Linked DNA regions of Sus scrofa: region 1 is linked to region 2. The links are chromatin contacts, called in public HiChIP or PLAC-seq maps. All regions are on one chromosome and are shown on one strand. Each heading gives the region's core, a stretch centred on a gene start, on an enhancer-like site or on the middle of the called end of the contact. The rest is flanking DNA. Distances are from core to core; before and after follow the strand shown. Region 1 overlaps MMP24 (matrix metalloproteinase-24). Region 2 overlaps TRPC4AP (short transient receptor potential channel 4-associated protein).

Region 1 (6,974 bases), core at 1,687-4,186, 230 kb before region 2:
GGCTCGGATCCCGCGTTGCTGTGGCTCTGGCATAGGCCGGTGGCTACAGCTCCGATTGGACCCCTAGCCTGGGAACCTCCATATGCCTCGGGAGCGGCCCAAGAAATAGCAACAACAACAACAACAAAAAGACAAAAAGACAAAAAAAAAAAAAAAAAAAGATGTAGTGGCCACATAGCCACTTCAAAGATGAAATATCTGGTGCCTTACATGGCTTCAGAAGTTCCCATGAGACACTTTGTGGAATCCAGGAAGGTTTTGTGGAGGGCAGATCATTTGATCGGGGCTTCAGGGAATGAGAAGATAATTGGATATGCAAAGATAGGGTGAGGAAGCACTTCAGACAGACCCAGAGATGGGGAAGTGTGAAAGGTGTGAAGGGGAAAGGTTTTATTCCCAGAGTGTTGTGGACTCTGAATGTCCATGTCAGAAAGTTTTGACTGTAGACTTGTTTTTTGTCCTCTGGTCTATGTTGGGATACTTGTTAGGGTAGATTCCTGGCATCACTCCGCAGACAGATTCTCTTAGTCTGGAGTGGGACCCAGCCAGGTATGGTTGTTTTAATAATCTTCCCTGGGTGATTCTGGTGGGGGCAGTTTGGAGACCACATTGACAAGCTCTGCTGTCAGCACTGGAGAGCAGGTGAAAGGGTCTGAGCAGGAAAATGGTACCAGTGGTTTTGTCATTTGCTCAACAGCTTCTTTTTTGAGCACCTACTATGTGCCAGACAGTATGATGTGATGAATAAAATAAATCCTCCCTTTTTGGGACTTGGAATCTCATAAGAAAACAGTACTTTCACAATTAACTATTTAATTAAAGAACAGAACAACAACAACAAAAACTTCTTAGCAACCTAAGAACAGAAAGAAATTTGTATAATTTGATAATTGGTACCTACTCAAACCTACAGCAAGTGTTGCATTTAATGGTGAAACTTTAGAGGCTGCCAGGCAGAATTGCCTACAGTCAGCAGCACTGGTCAGCATTGCAGTTAGATAGGTAAAGAAGTAGGTATTGGAGGAGCTCCCTTTGTAGCTCAGGGGTAACGAACCTGACTGGTATCCATGAGGATGTGGGTTTTGATCCCTAGCCTTGCTCAGTCGGTTAAGAATCTGGCATTGCTGTGGCTGTGGTGTGGGCTGGCAGCTACCTCTCCAATCTGACCGATAGCCTGGGAACTTCCGTATGCTACAGGTGCGACCCTGAAAAAAAGACAAAAAATTAAAAATATAAATAAATAAAAAATAAAAAAATCTTGAAAAAAATTGGTTTTGGAAAAGAAGAGACAAAAACTCCTTAGCTTATTTTGGTTTTGAAACTGTTGAGTTTGAGGTGCCCAGGAGACCTCACAAGGAAGGTGTCAGGTAGGCAATTAGAAATACATCATTTTTTAAATTGTTTTATTTATTTATTTATTTATTGCTTTTTAGGGCTACACTTGTGGCATATGGAGTCCAGGGGTCCAATCAGAGCTACAGCTGCCAGCCTACGCCAGAGTCACAGCCACGCCAGATCCTAGCCACCACAGCTTACAGCAATGTCAGATCCTTCACCCACAGAGCAAGGCCAGGGATTGAACTTGCAACCTCATAGTTCCTGGTCAGATTCATTTCTGCTGTGCCACAATGGGAACTCCCATACTTCATTTTTATAATCATATGCATGATTATCACCTTCAGGAAGAATGTCCTGGCCCCAAACCCTGCCGATGGGGAATTTGTGGCCTGGGCATGTCCTTTCCTCTCTTTTGAGCCCCTTTGTTCCCTTGTCTAATGGCTGTTGGACTTGACCTGTGAGGCTCTGATTTGTGATCAGTAAGGGTTTGTGGAAGTTATTGAGTTGACCCACCTGAGTGGAGAAGTCACTTTTACTTTTTAAACACTGAGAGTTCTAGACTTGTGACTCATGGGAGCAGTGGAATCTGGAAGGGGCTCTGAGTGTGGCTTTTCTGGGCTGAGCGGAAGCAGAGGTCCTGGGGTGAGGGTGGAGGGAAGCACATTGAGAGTGGAGGGTGAGGTATGCTCTGTGAAGCACCTACTGACAATGCTCCTTCCTCTCTCTCTAGCCTCACCTGAGTCACCTTCCATGCTGTTCCCTGGCTCCAGGCCCTGGACTTGGGCTCCTTCTTCACGTCCCACCCAGTCTGTCTTGGATGCTGGCAGGGCAGTGGCAGAGAGCTCACTTGGACTCGTGGCTGGATGCCCAGCCCTTCACCTGTGCCCATCTCTTGAATCTATAGCTAATGTAAAAATCTGCCACATCATGCTGGCTGGCAGGTCCTGTGGCTTCTGGTTGAGAGCTCTTTTGTCCTGTGCCACCCCATTAAAGGGCAGTTTCCTCTGACCATTCTGAATGTGTTGTTTGGGGAACCTCTGCCCGCATTCAGCTCCCCCGTCATTGTTCAAGGGGAAAGCGGGGTAGGAAGCACATACACTCCTTAGTTCTGTAGTCTCCCACTCCCCTCTCATTAAATGAGTGGCTTCATCCCAGAGCAAGAGGAAGAAGTATTCTCCCCTGTAATTCTTTGATTTTCCACACAACTTCAGCCTCATACTTGAGGTGAGGTGAAGTGCGCACATTCTTCAAAGGACGAGAATCTGTTTCACCTCTCTCTTAGGACGGTGTGAGGCTCCTGAGCTGTTCTGGGGCACCTAGCTTTGAGCCAGGGTGGGTGGAGGTTGCTGGCCTGGCTCCTAGGCGCCCAGGACCATCTCAGACCAGTCTCGGCAAGCCCTTTCCTCAGCAGGGCTGGTTGGAGCGGCGTCCAGTGTTTCCTTGTTCTCGCGAGGCGGGGCCCAGGGACTCTGGGGCAGGTCTGGCCGGATGCTGGCGGGTGGGGCCGGGTTTGTTGGGCCCCGCCCCTGTGCCCTGAAACTTTTCGTCCCCGAGGGCGGGGCCCGTGCGTGGTGACGTCGCGACGCCAATCCCTCCGGGCGTCTGCGCAGGCGCGACGTGGGCGGAGGTTACCGCTGGTATCCGCAGAACCTGCTCTGGCTGTGTGAGGTAGGGGCGGGCCCGGGCGGGGAGCCGCCGGCTTGCGGCCGGGGTGGTGTACGGCCGGCCGCGCACCTCACGGGGTTCTCCTCATGCAGAACATGGGCGCTCAGCTGAGCAGCGGCTTGGGCACCGCGGAGCCGGCGCAGCCCCAGCCCCAGCCCGAGCCCCAGCCCCAGCCCGAGCTCCAGCCCGCGGCGCCTGAGGGCCCTGGACAGCCCCAGCCCGAGCCCAGCCCCTGGGGGCCGCTGGACGACGTGCGCTTCCTCATAGCCTGCACCTCCTGGTACTGACTGACTCGCCGCCTCCTGTCGTCTGGCTCGCCTCGCCTGGTCAGGCCCCTCTCAGGTCCTTGTCTTTCCTCACCTTCCCCCCACCTCGGAGACTTGCGGAGAGTCGAGTCGGGGGACTGGAGGGGACTGGAAGGAAGCTTCTGCAGCCTCGCCATGGGGCACAGTCTTGTCTCTGGCCCCTTCTGCTACCCTGAATTTGTTCGCTTTTCAGCCTGCACCCAAACCCGCGAAGACCTTCGTGCACATCCTCACTCCACAGTCTCTCCACACGACTGCGTCCTGGTTAGCCTTTCCCTTCACTGGCATCCAGAATCAGGCCAGGGCTCTTGGTATGAAGACCCCAAGGCTGCTGACCTAACCTCACCCTTTCTGTCCCTTATTGCCAAGAACTGGGCTCTTGCTTTTGTCCCTGGTTGTGGCACCATGCACCTTGACTTCGGAAAAGACCTTGTGACCGTGACCCTACCCATGTGTCTCCTGGGGGAAGTTGCTCCACCATCCTGGGTGCCACCCTGGCATTATCAGGCTGTATTCCTAGGACCCCGTAACAGAGGGCCTCCAGGGCCAGCCTTTTGGAGAGAGGGTGCATTTCATTTTTAGGCTGGCAGATGACATGTGTGGGGTAGCTTCCAAACTCCCCAAAGTGCCCTGACTCTCAGAAGTTTCTTAAGTCCACTCTCAGAACCCTGATCCTTGTTCCCACATCCCAGGGAAACGACATACTCTGTATTTTTGTTTTATTTAGAAATGATTTAAAAAACATTATACAAAGGCTGATCAGTTTAAAATGTGACTGACACTGAAATGCTGTGATGTTCCCCAGACTGAGGGGAAGCTGGGCTCTGGGGCCCCCAGTGCTTTGCCCCTCTGTCTGTCTGCCCTGTCCTGGGATGATGGACAAACAGATGACTACATGGCAGGAGAATCCATGATTGGAAGCCTCCAGGCTGAGCCCTTCTGGGCCTGGCCCTGCATCCCTCACATCTGCAGCCTGGGCTGCCTGCCTCCATCTCCTGCTCTTTCTCAGCTGACCTCAGTAGTACCAGGAGCCAGTGGGGAGCCTGGGGGGCCTAGAACTTTCAAGAAGTGAGAGCACCAACCTGAGGAGTGGAGAGGAACCAGGAAGGGGAGAAGGGAGGCCAAGAAAAGATGGATAAAAGAGACACTTCTGATCTCATCTTGGACCTTAGAGGGGTCCACGGGTGGGGACCCAAGGCCCAGCTGGCTCACTGGATGGCCAGGGCAAGTAACAGCCTCTCTGTGCTGCATTTGAGGGCACAGTGAGAGTTAGCCCTGGCTCCCAGGGCCTACATGAGTTACATGTGAGTGAACAGGGGTGAGCTAATAAAGTGCTTTGCAAAGTATAAAACACTGTACAAACCTATGAATCACTAATATCTCTGCAGTTGTTCCCCACCCGCCCCAGGGAGCCCGCCCTTGGCCAAAATGAGAAAAAAAACAGAAGGATGATGACAGGGAACACAGTGGACCCATATAGGTGCCTCTGGGACAAGAGAGATTTTGCTCAAGACAGCTCCCAGAGTCCCTGTCTGCTACAGGTTAAGTGGACCCAAAGCCCAGAGGCAGCAGGGTGGGGACAAGGCCCATGTAGGCTCAGAGGCCCTGCCAGCATCCTGAAGACTGACACCTCCTCTTGGATTTGGCAGAGAGCCAGTAGACATCGTTGAACCCCCGATCTTGGCTACAGCTCCTTAGTGACACACAGGGCTGCCTCTTACCAGGTTGGAGTGAGGCAAGTTGAGCCCTAGGAATTCCTACCAGAGACAGTGAAGGCCAGGCCCCTAGGCTTGGGGCCTTTACCAGTTGAAGGTGCCCTTTTCCAAATAGCAGTGCAGGATGATGGGCCCAAAGAGCTGGGTTAGGAAGGGCTGAGCTCATGGTATAAACACTGCTTCTGGGCTGAGGGATTGAGTTGGTGTTAGGGTAGCTAATGGTGTGGGCTTAAGCACTTCAGAAGGCTGCTCTGGGCCCCTTATGCCAAGGCCATGAGAGTGTTGGCCTGGAGCCATTTCTTTCTCACCTAAACTAGTCAGGCTGAGCCCTGAGGCCACAAGCCACCAGCTGGAGCAGGGATGGGGACTGGGGAAATGGGGAGGGACAGGAGAGTGGACAGCTACACACTCAAATCAGCCTCCTGAGGTGAGGTCAGCTCCTGCTCCAGCCCTAATTTAGCCTCAGTAGCAGGGCCCAGCTCCTGGGTGTCTGGGCACTAGAATGGCCTTAACAGCACCTTGGTCCTTATCGTTGGGGGGAAGGGCTGGCCTCATCACCAAGACAGTCACCTCTAATTCACCTAAAGCCTCAAGCAGCCTTTGCAGAATGGGACTTTAAACAATAGTGACAGGACATTGAAATATTCACGATGTGACAGCTGGGTCCTTTAAGACCCAGCTGGGCCACAGCCCTGCCTGCAGCATGTGACCCTAAATCCTGGGTCTCAGAGGAGACCCTGACGCGTGGAGCAGGTTTCCTGAGGGATCTGCTGTTGCCAGCAGGGAAACCCAGGCTCGTTGCCCACTGTGTCTGCAGCAGGGGTCCTGTAGCCTTGGAGGACAGTGGGGTGGGGTTGGGAGGACATCTGACCAGCAGGTGTTGGCAATGAGGGACCAGGACTGGTGGCATCTCCCACATGGGGCTGGGAGCACTAGTACTGGCTTCCCACAGAAGGTGCTGGGTCCAGCCAGGTAGGAGCTGTGGTGCCTCAAGGACTCAGTGACTGCAGGGCCTCCTCCTGGCATGGTCCCTGCCTCTTGATGGGGCCTGGCCTATTCCCTTGAGTAGGGAGCAGTTTACCCAGGACAGAAGGCTGGCAACTGGGTGCCAGACACCCACCCTGGGGCACAGCCGCCATCACTCCCTGCCCCACGCTCAGCCTAGGCCCACGTACTACCGCTTCAGCTACATGACCCCTAGCCTAGGGCCCTGCTGGCCCTGGTGAGCAGTGGCCAGAGCTGCCCCTCAGACCCTGGTGAGGAAGGGCCTGGCTGGCCAGACCGAGTGGACAGAGGGCCCCGGGCTGCTCACACCCACTCCTGGACTGGCCGCTTATAGTAGGTGACAGGTTGAGGGCCTGCCTTGTTCTTGAACTGGAAGATGGTGTAGACCAGCACCAGGATGCAGAGGGACAGGATGCAGGGGATGACCACAGCCACCGCATTCACAGAGCCTGGCACGTCATTGATGGTCACCATGATGTCCACGTCGTCCTGGGGCAGCCGCCGCTCCTTGCGCCGCTCCACCTCCTTCTGGTTGCAGCCCATCCAGTCACGCAGGATGTTGCGTGGGTAGCCTGGCTCCACACTCAGTTTCTGGTTGTCAAATTTCCAGTAGTCCCGGCCCTTGTAGAAGTAGGTATAATCTGTAGAAACACAGCCCAGCATCACCACTCCAGACACTTCCCTGCACCCACTCTGGGCCAGCATGAGAGGGCATAGGGTTCTGTGGCAGTGTGGAGGAGGGGCGTCTCTCTCACCCTGGAGGAGCAAAGAGAGGCTCTGAAACAGTTGGGCACATGAGGTGGTGGGAAGCAGGCAGTGCTTGGCACATCCTGAAAATAGTGTGGCTGGTCATGGAGTGTGACCTGGCCAGCTGCAGAGAGGCACCCAGGACTTGGAGCAGCCCACCCTGTCCTCTCAAAGGTGCTGGGAAGCCACAGACAGGACC
Region 2 (7,233 bases), core at 1,606-4,105:
ATTAGCTTTAATCACCGTGCTATTGATACCTTGGATACCCAGATCTTGTTAATCTTATAATGAAGTTGGTGCTCTTTGACCAATATCTCCCCATTTTCCCCACCCCTAACCACCAGTAACCACTCTATTTCTTTTTCATTTTTTTTTGGAATCTACATATAAGTGATATCATACAGCATTTGTCTTTCTCTGACTTATCTCACTTAGCATAATGCCAGGGCCTCCTCTCCACTCACCTCCAAACTGTACTCATAGTACAGAAGCTTTTCCCTGGCCCAGTAGGCCAAGAAATCTATGGCCCTTATCACCCTTTGCCCAGCTCATTTGTAGGACAGAGGTTCTACTACATAGGGAGAAGCAACTGAGAAGACTCTAGAGGCTACCAACCCTGTTCATAGTAGTGGTACTGAGGTTTTGCCAGGGGGAGAGGTAATAGGTAAGAACAGTATGTTGGGAAGTTTGAACTCAAGGTCATTCTCAGAAACAATGTAGATTTTGGTTGTAAGAAAATAAAAGGAGCTCTTTTAAATTGAGAACAAAAACCCCAACCATATGCCAGCTAGTTCACCAAAGAGAACCAGGGAAAGAGGTTGGCTAAGAAAACTGTAGCTTGGCTCATACCTCACTCTCAAAAACTGCTCCTGTCTGAATTTAATTGAATCAGACTTTGGAGCAGTTTATGCCTCAAGTCATTGTCAAAACCAGTAGGACATTCAGCCAGCAATTAGTGGAGCTTGACAGCTGGATTTCGTACCAGATGAGGCAGGAAGCTTAACTTAGAGATCAGGGAAAGAGCCATAGAGAGCCCTGCTAAAAACACTGTCATCCAGGGACACATGCCCAAGGCTACACTCTGCCAAAGGCCTGATCAGTCTCCAGAGAAATAGACTTTACTGAAAAAGGCTAGCCAGGTCAGTAAACAAATAAACAAGAAAACAGCAACAGCAAACCCTGAAAGGAGGAAGAGGGATTGGCATTAAGAGTTGCTGCACTATTTGCTTAAAAAGTCTAATTTTTGACATGCAAAGAAACAGGGAAGTATGATCCATGTATAGGAGAAAGGCAACAGAAATTGCCTTTGAGGGAGCCCAGATATCAGAGTTAATAGAGACTTCAAAACAGCCATTAAAGGAGCTCCTGTTAGGGCTCAGTGGGTTAAGGATTGTCTCTGCGAGGATGCAGGTTTCACCCCTGGCCTCGCTCAGTGGGTTAAGGTTTGCTGCTGGTGCAGATGTCACTCAGTTCCTGTGTTGCCCTGGCTATAGCATAGCCCTCATCTGAAGCTCCATTTCAACCCCTGGCCTGGGATTCCATATGCTGCAGGTATAGCTGTAAAAAAAAGAAAGAAAGAAAGAAAAAAGGGAGAAGAAAAAGCAGCTATTATAAGGATGGTAGAAGAATTAAGTCAAAGAAAACTGTGCTCAAAGAGGTAAAGGAAGCAGTGATGATAGTGTGTCATCAAACAGAGAATATTAGTAGAGATAGGATATATAAAAGCCAAATAGAAGTTCCAAAGATGAAAAATATAATAACTAGAATGAAAAGTTCAGAGAGGGAGAAACAGAAAAAATATTCAAAGAAATAATAGCTGAAAACTTCTCAAATTTGATGAAAAGCATTAAAATACACATCTGAGAAGTTCAAAGAATTGCAAGTAGAATAAACTCAAAAAGATTTACATCCAGATACCTCCTAATAAAAACACTGAAAGATGGGAGTTGCCATCGTGGCTCAGCAGAAATGAATCCGACTAGTATCCATGAGAATGCGGCTTTGATCCTTGGCCTCGATCAGTTGGTCAAGGATCAGGCATTGCTGTGAGGTCTGGTGCAGGTCGCAGACATGGCTCAGATCATGCATTGCTGTGGCTGTGGCGTAGGCCAGTAGCAGCTGTAGCTCTGATTTGACCATTAGCCTGGGAACTTCCGTATGTCATGGGTATGGCCCTAAAAAAGCAAAAAATAAAAATACTGAAAGAGAAAATCTTGAAAGTAGCAAGAGAAAAATGATTCATCATATTCAAGAGTATCCTAATGAGATTAACAGCTGACTTCTCATCAGAAAGGATAGAGACCAGAAGGGAGTGGAATGACATATTCAGAGTGCTGGGGGAAAAAACTCAACCAAGAATTGTATGCAGTAAAACCTTCTTTCAGAGCTGAAGGTGAAATAAAGACCTTCCTAGATAAGTAAGAATTTAGAGAATTCGCTACTAGCAGGCCTGCCTTACGAGAAATACCAAAGGAAGTTCTTTAGGCTGAAAGCAAGTGACCTCAGCCAGTAATTCAAATCCACACACTAAAAAAACAAGCATCAGTGAAATTATATAATTATAAAAAACAGTATAAGTGCATATTTCCTCTTTTTTAATTTCAAAAGCAGTTATAAGAAACCATGTGTTTATATTGTTGACCCTATTATAACAATGTATCATGGAACAGTGTGTACAGTATATGATAGGATATGTTGTATTATTGGGTTTTTAACATATGTTGATGTTGTATGAATAATAATATCACAGAAAGGAGTTCCCATTGTGTCTCAGTGGATTGCAAACCTGACTAGTATCCATGAGGTTGTAGGTTCAGTCCCTGGCCTTACTCAGTGGCTTAAGGATCCAGCGTTGCTATGAGCTGTGGTGAAGGTCACAGATGCAGCTTGGATCCTGAATTGCTGTGGCTGTGGTGCTGGTGGCAGCTCCCACTGGACCCCTAGCCCAGAAGCTTCCATATGCCACAAGTGTGGCCCTAAAAAAGCAAAGCAAAATAATAATGATAATGACAGTAGCACACAAAAAGGGGAAGAGGAAGTTAGAGTTCTAGAAGTAAGATAATTTAACTCTGAGAGTCTGTCAAGTTAAGATGTCTATGGCAAGTAAGCCGTAGAGACTATTGAGAAATATAGTGAGAAAGTCATTAAAGGAATTCTAGCTTATACTAGAAAATACTTACTTAGTGCAAAATAAAGCATTAAAGGAGAACCCAAAGAATAAAAAATATATAGAAGACATTCTTGGGCAGAAATAAATCCAGCTTTGTCAGTAATAACATTAAGTGTGAATGGATTAAATGATTCATTCAAAAAAACAGATTGTCATACTGGACTTTTTAAGAAGATCAAATTACAAGCAGCCAACAGGAGACATACTTTCTGTTCCAAGATAGAAATAGGTTGAAAGTAAATTATAGAAGATGTTATCATGCAAAGGACAACCATAGGAAACCTGTAGTGTCTGTACTAAAGAGACTTGAAAACAAAAAGTATTATCAGAGGTTTTTTTAAAGTGGGTTTCATAATAATATAAAAGGGTGAATCTGTCAAAAGATATAACAGTAATAAATAAATAAATAAATATATAAATATATGTAAAACAACAGAGCCAAAAAATAAATGATGAAGCAAAAAATAAAAGATTCAAAGAAATAGTTCAACATAATAGTTGGAGACTTTAATAACCCACTTTCAATAATGTGGGCAACATTGTAAGCAAACTAGACTAAACTGATATATATAGACCACTCAACAGCTGTGGAGTACATATTCTTCTCAAGAGTACATGGAATGTTCTCCAGGATAGACCATATGCTAAGACTTTTTAAAAAAAGGAAAAAAAGCCTCAGGAAAGTTTAAAGGATTAAATTGGGGGTTCCCATTGTGACTCAGCAGAAACGAACCCAACTAGTATCCATGAGGACGCAGGTTCGATTCCCGGCCTCGTTCAATGGGTTAAGAATCTGGTGTTCACATGAGCTGTGTTCTGTGATCCTGCATTGCTGTGGCTGTGGTATAGGCCAGCAGGTGCAGCTCAGATTCAGTCTTTAGCCTGGGAACTTACATATGCTGAAGCGGTGGTCCTAAAAAGCAAAAACAAACAAACAAAAAAGGATTAAAATTGTACAAAATATGTACTCCAAAAACAAGGGAGTGGTATTAGAAATTAAGAGCAGAAAGAAATTTGGATAATTCACAAATATGTAGAAATTAGACAGTACACTTCTAAATAAGTGATGGGGAGTTCCTGTGGTGGCGCAGTGATTAACGAATCCAACTAGAAACCATGAGGTTTTGGGTTCGATCCCTGCCCTTGCTCAGTGGGTTAACGATCCGGCGTTGCCGTGAGCTGTGGTGTAGGTCGCAGATGCGGCTCGGATCCTGCGCTCCTGTGGCTCTGGTGTAGGCCAGCAGCTATAGCTGCGATTCGACCCCTAGCCTGGGAACTTCCGTATGCTGCGGGTACGGCCCAAGAGATGGCTAAAAGACAAAAAGACAAAAGACAAAAAAAATAAATAAATAAATAAATGAGTGATGGTTCAAGGGCAAAATCATGAAACTAGAAGATACTTTGAAATGAATGAAAATGAAGACACAACATACCAAACTTATTGAATGCTGCTAAAGCATGCTTAGAAATTTATAGCTGTAAATGCCTACATTAAAAAAGATCTCAGAATGTTCTGTTGTGGCTCAGCAGATTAAAAATCTGACACTGTCTCTCTGAGGATGTGGGTTCAATCCCTGGCCTTGCCCAGTGGGTTAAAGATCCAGCATTGCTGCAGCTGTGGCATAGGTCACAGCTGTGGCTCAGATTCAGTCCCTGGCCTGGGAACTTCCATATACCGCAGGTGCAACCCAAAAAAAATCAATCAATAAAAAAGATCTTAGGGAGTTCCCATCGTGGCTCAGTGGTTAACAAACCCAACTAGGAACCATGAGGTTGTGGGTTCCATCCCTGGCCTCGCTCAGTGGGTTAAGGATCCGACGTTGCCATGAGCTATGGTGTAGGTCGCAGACAAGGTTTGGATTCTGCGTTGCTGTGGCTGTGGTGTAGGGCGGCTACAGCTCCCATTCAACCCCTGGCCTGGGGACCTCCATATGCCACCGATGCAGCCCTAAAGACAAAAAAAAAAAAAAAGAAAAAGAAAAAAGAAATACTGATAATGCTACAACCTGAATAAACCTTGAAAACATTGTGCTGAGAAGCCAAAAACAAAAAAACGCATGTTGTATGATTACACTTATACAAAATGTCCAGAATAGGCCAGTCTGTAGAGACAGAAAGTAATCTGATGGATGCCTGGGGCTGTAGGGGTTTGATGGGAAATGGGGAATGGCTACTCATGCATACAGAACTTTTTTGGGAAGTAATAAAAAAGAAGGTCTAGGGAGCTCCCGTTCTGGCTCAGCTGGTTAAGGACCTGACATAGTCTTCACGAGGATGCAAGTTCAATCCCTGGCCTCCTTCAGCGGGTTAAGGATCCAGCATTGTGGCAGGCTGCAGTGGGTCGCACATGCAGCTCAGATCCTGTGTTGCTGTGGCTGTGAGGTAGGCCTCACCTGCAGCTCCGATTTGACCCCTGGCCCAGGAACTTCCGTATGTCCCTGGCAGCAACTTAAAAAAAAGAAAAAAGAAAAAAAAATGAAAAGGAAAATCTAAAAGTGATTGTGGTGAAGGCTGCACACAATTCTGTGAATATATTAAAGACCATTGGATTGTACACTTGAAATGGGTGAATTGTGTGGTATGTGAATTAGAGCTCAAAGCTGTTTTTTTTTTTAAGTGAGTGTGCCCCAGGGTGCTGCACAGATACATGTGGAGTGTGGTGACCACTTTAATTAGCATTGTGGAGCTGAAGAGATTTGGAGGGAAGCACAGGTCCTTTAAACTAGTTTTCCCATCCTCATCCTTGGGAATTACCTTGTCGCTAAGCTCTAGCCATTGCTTTGAGGACTGTGTTTCTTGAAAATATTTATCCCAGAGAATTTCTTGTCAGGCCTTTGCAAACCAGGCTCCAAGAGTTGGCAGTGGCTCAGAGGAGTCCAAGCTGCCCGTTTTTCTCTTTCTCCACAGACATTTATTAACTGAGGAAGGCTTATGTGCACACCTGCTCCTTCCACAGACATCACCCCCCCGAAACCCCGCAGTGCCCTCAGGTCCCCTGAGCTAGGGGATGAGGATGCTGAGGCACTGGAGGCTACACAGCAAGTGTGCAGCAGAGGCAGGATTTTGCATGATAGCTTTTCAGATTCTCTTTAAATCAGTTGACTCTTAAACAGTTCTGGGAGCTGGGCCAGGGAGTCCCAACACATAGATCGAGTAACTATGGTTTTTCTCCCAACATGGAAGAAACTTTATGTGAATAGATAGAATTTTCACAATTAGATTTTCTCTAGGAAATTTTTCTTAGTCTTTACCCACTGCCACTATAGTTGCCATTAAGAGCTTGCAGATTAGAAGAAAGAAAACAAATAGCAAGCAAGCATTAGCAGAAAAACTCAGAGTTAGTTTTTTACTTCTTTTTAACACAGACTTATGTGTTGCATACATGTGTCCAGCATTTTTTAACCGCTTTTTAACCGCTTTCAACATATGTAAATCATTTAATCTTTGCAACATTGCTAAGAGATAATGTTGCAAAGATTAAATGATAGGTTCTGTTGCCATTATCCCCGTTTAACAGATGAGGATGGATACTGAAGCATAGATAGGTCAACAAGTTTCCCCAGAGCCACCCAGCTAGTGAACAGAGCTGGGGTTCATACCCAGCAGCCAGGCTTCAGGGTGCTTAGGCCTGTGCTGCACTTCCTCTGTCATGCTTTGTTCAGCAGCTGGTCTTCTTTCAGCTTTTGTATTAGTGAGGTCACATGGCTGGAAAAAATAGTTTCAGGTCTGTAGAGTGGAGTTAAGTTAGGCTCTTACGTCACGATATCACCATGCAGCAGTCCTGACTCTGCATGCACCTCACCTGAATGTATTCAAAAGCATTGCTCTGTACCACATAGATTTTCAGGCCTTTGCACAAGGCTTCTGGGGCAGCAGTCCCAGTAGGAGCTTGAAAGGACCTTAGTGGTTACTGATTAGTAGTTACTGATTCATCCTTTCACCTTAAAAGTGAGGGAAACTGAGGGGAAGTAAATCCTAAGGTCTCCTGACCCTGACCCTTAAAAATGATAGGGACCTGCTTCCCAGGAATCTGGTGCTGGGCTTTCTTGTGTCCTCATTCACTCCTCACAGGGACCCTAGCCAACCAGTGCAGCACTGCCGTCCTTCCCGTTTTACATGGCACTCAAACGCCTGATGAGGAGGTGACTTGCCCAGTGTCACCCAGCCAGCAGGTTGTCGTTCCACAGCCCTTAGTCCTCATCCCTTTGCTCTGCCACATTCCGGAGAGTACACTTCACTGTGGCCTCTGTGACCCACTGACGCTTTTTTTGTTCCCTGGGTAGTAGAGTAAA

The links. HiChIP or PLAC-seq counts read pairs in DNA pulled down with a chosen protein or histone mark.
Region 1: an H3K27ac HiChIP or PLAC-seq map of alveolar macrophages shows a contact between it and region 2. The contact joins two enhancer-like sites. A contact is called at or near these places in 1 of 47 Hi-C or Micro-C datasets (embryonic fibroblasts) and 1 of 2 datasets of contacts at active chromatin or transcription factors (alveolar macrophages).

What each region holds. Positions count from the first base shown.
Region 1 is chr17:38,633,668-38,640,641 of Sscrofa11.1, reverse strand. It overlaps MMP24 (matrix metalloproteinase-24), which reads right to left. Exons shown (of 10, transcript XM_021077693.1): 10 at 4,014-6,669. The coding sequence ends at 6,332. It overlaps EIF6 (eukaryotic translation initiation factor 6), which reads left to right. Exons shown (of 7, transcript NM_001243577.1): 7 at 2,069-2,346. The coding sequence ends at 2,078. Among named protein-coding and RNA genes, the nearest start is that of EIF6, 6.7 kb to the left of the region's middle. Within about 2 kb of position 2,936, at least 71 of the 83 cell types and tissues checked have an H3K27ac peak or open chromatin away from gene starts, as enhancers often do. A contact at or near this core is called in alveolar macrophages, where this site is marked.
Region 2 is chr17:38,400,278-38,407,510 of Sscrofa11.1, reverse strand. All of the region lies in intron 8 of TRPC4AP (short transient receptor potential channel 4-associated protein), which reads left to right. Among named protein-coding and RNA genes, the nearest start is that of MIR499, 30 kb to the right of the region's middle. Within about 2 kb of position 2,855, at least 1 of the 83 cell types and tissues checked has an H3K27ac peak or open chromatin away from gene starts, as enhancers often do. A contact at or near this core is called in alveolar macrophages, where this site is marked.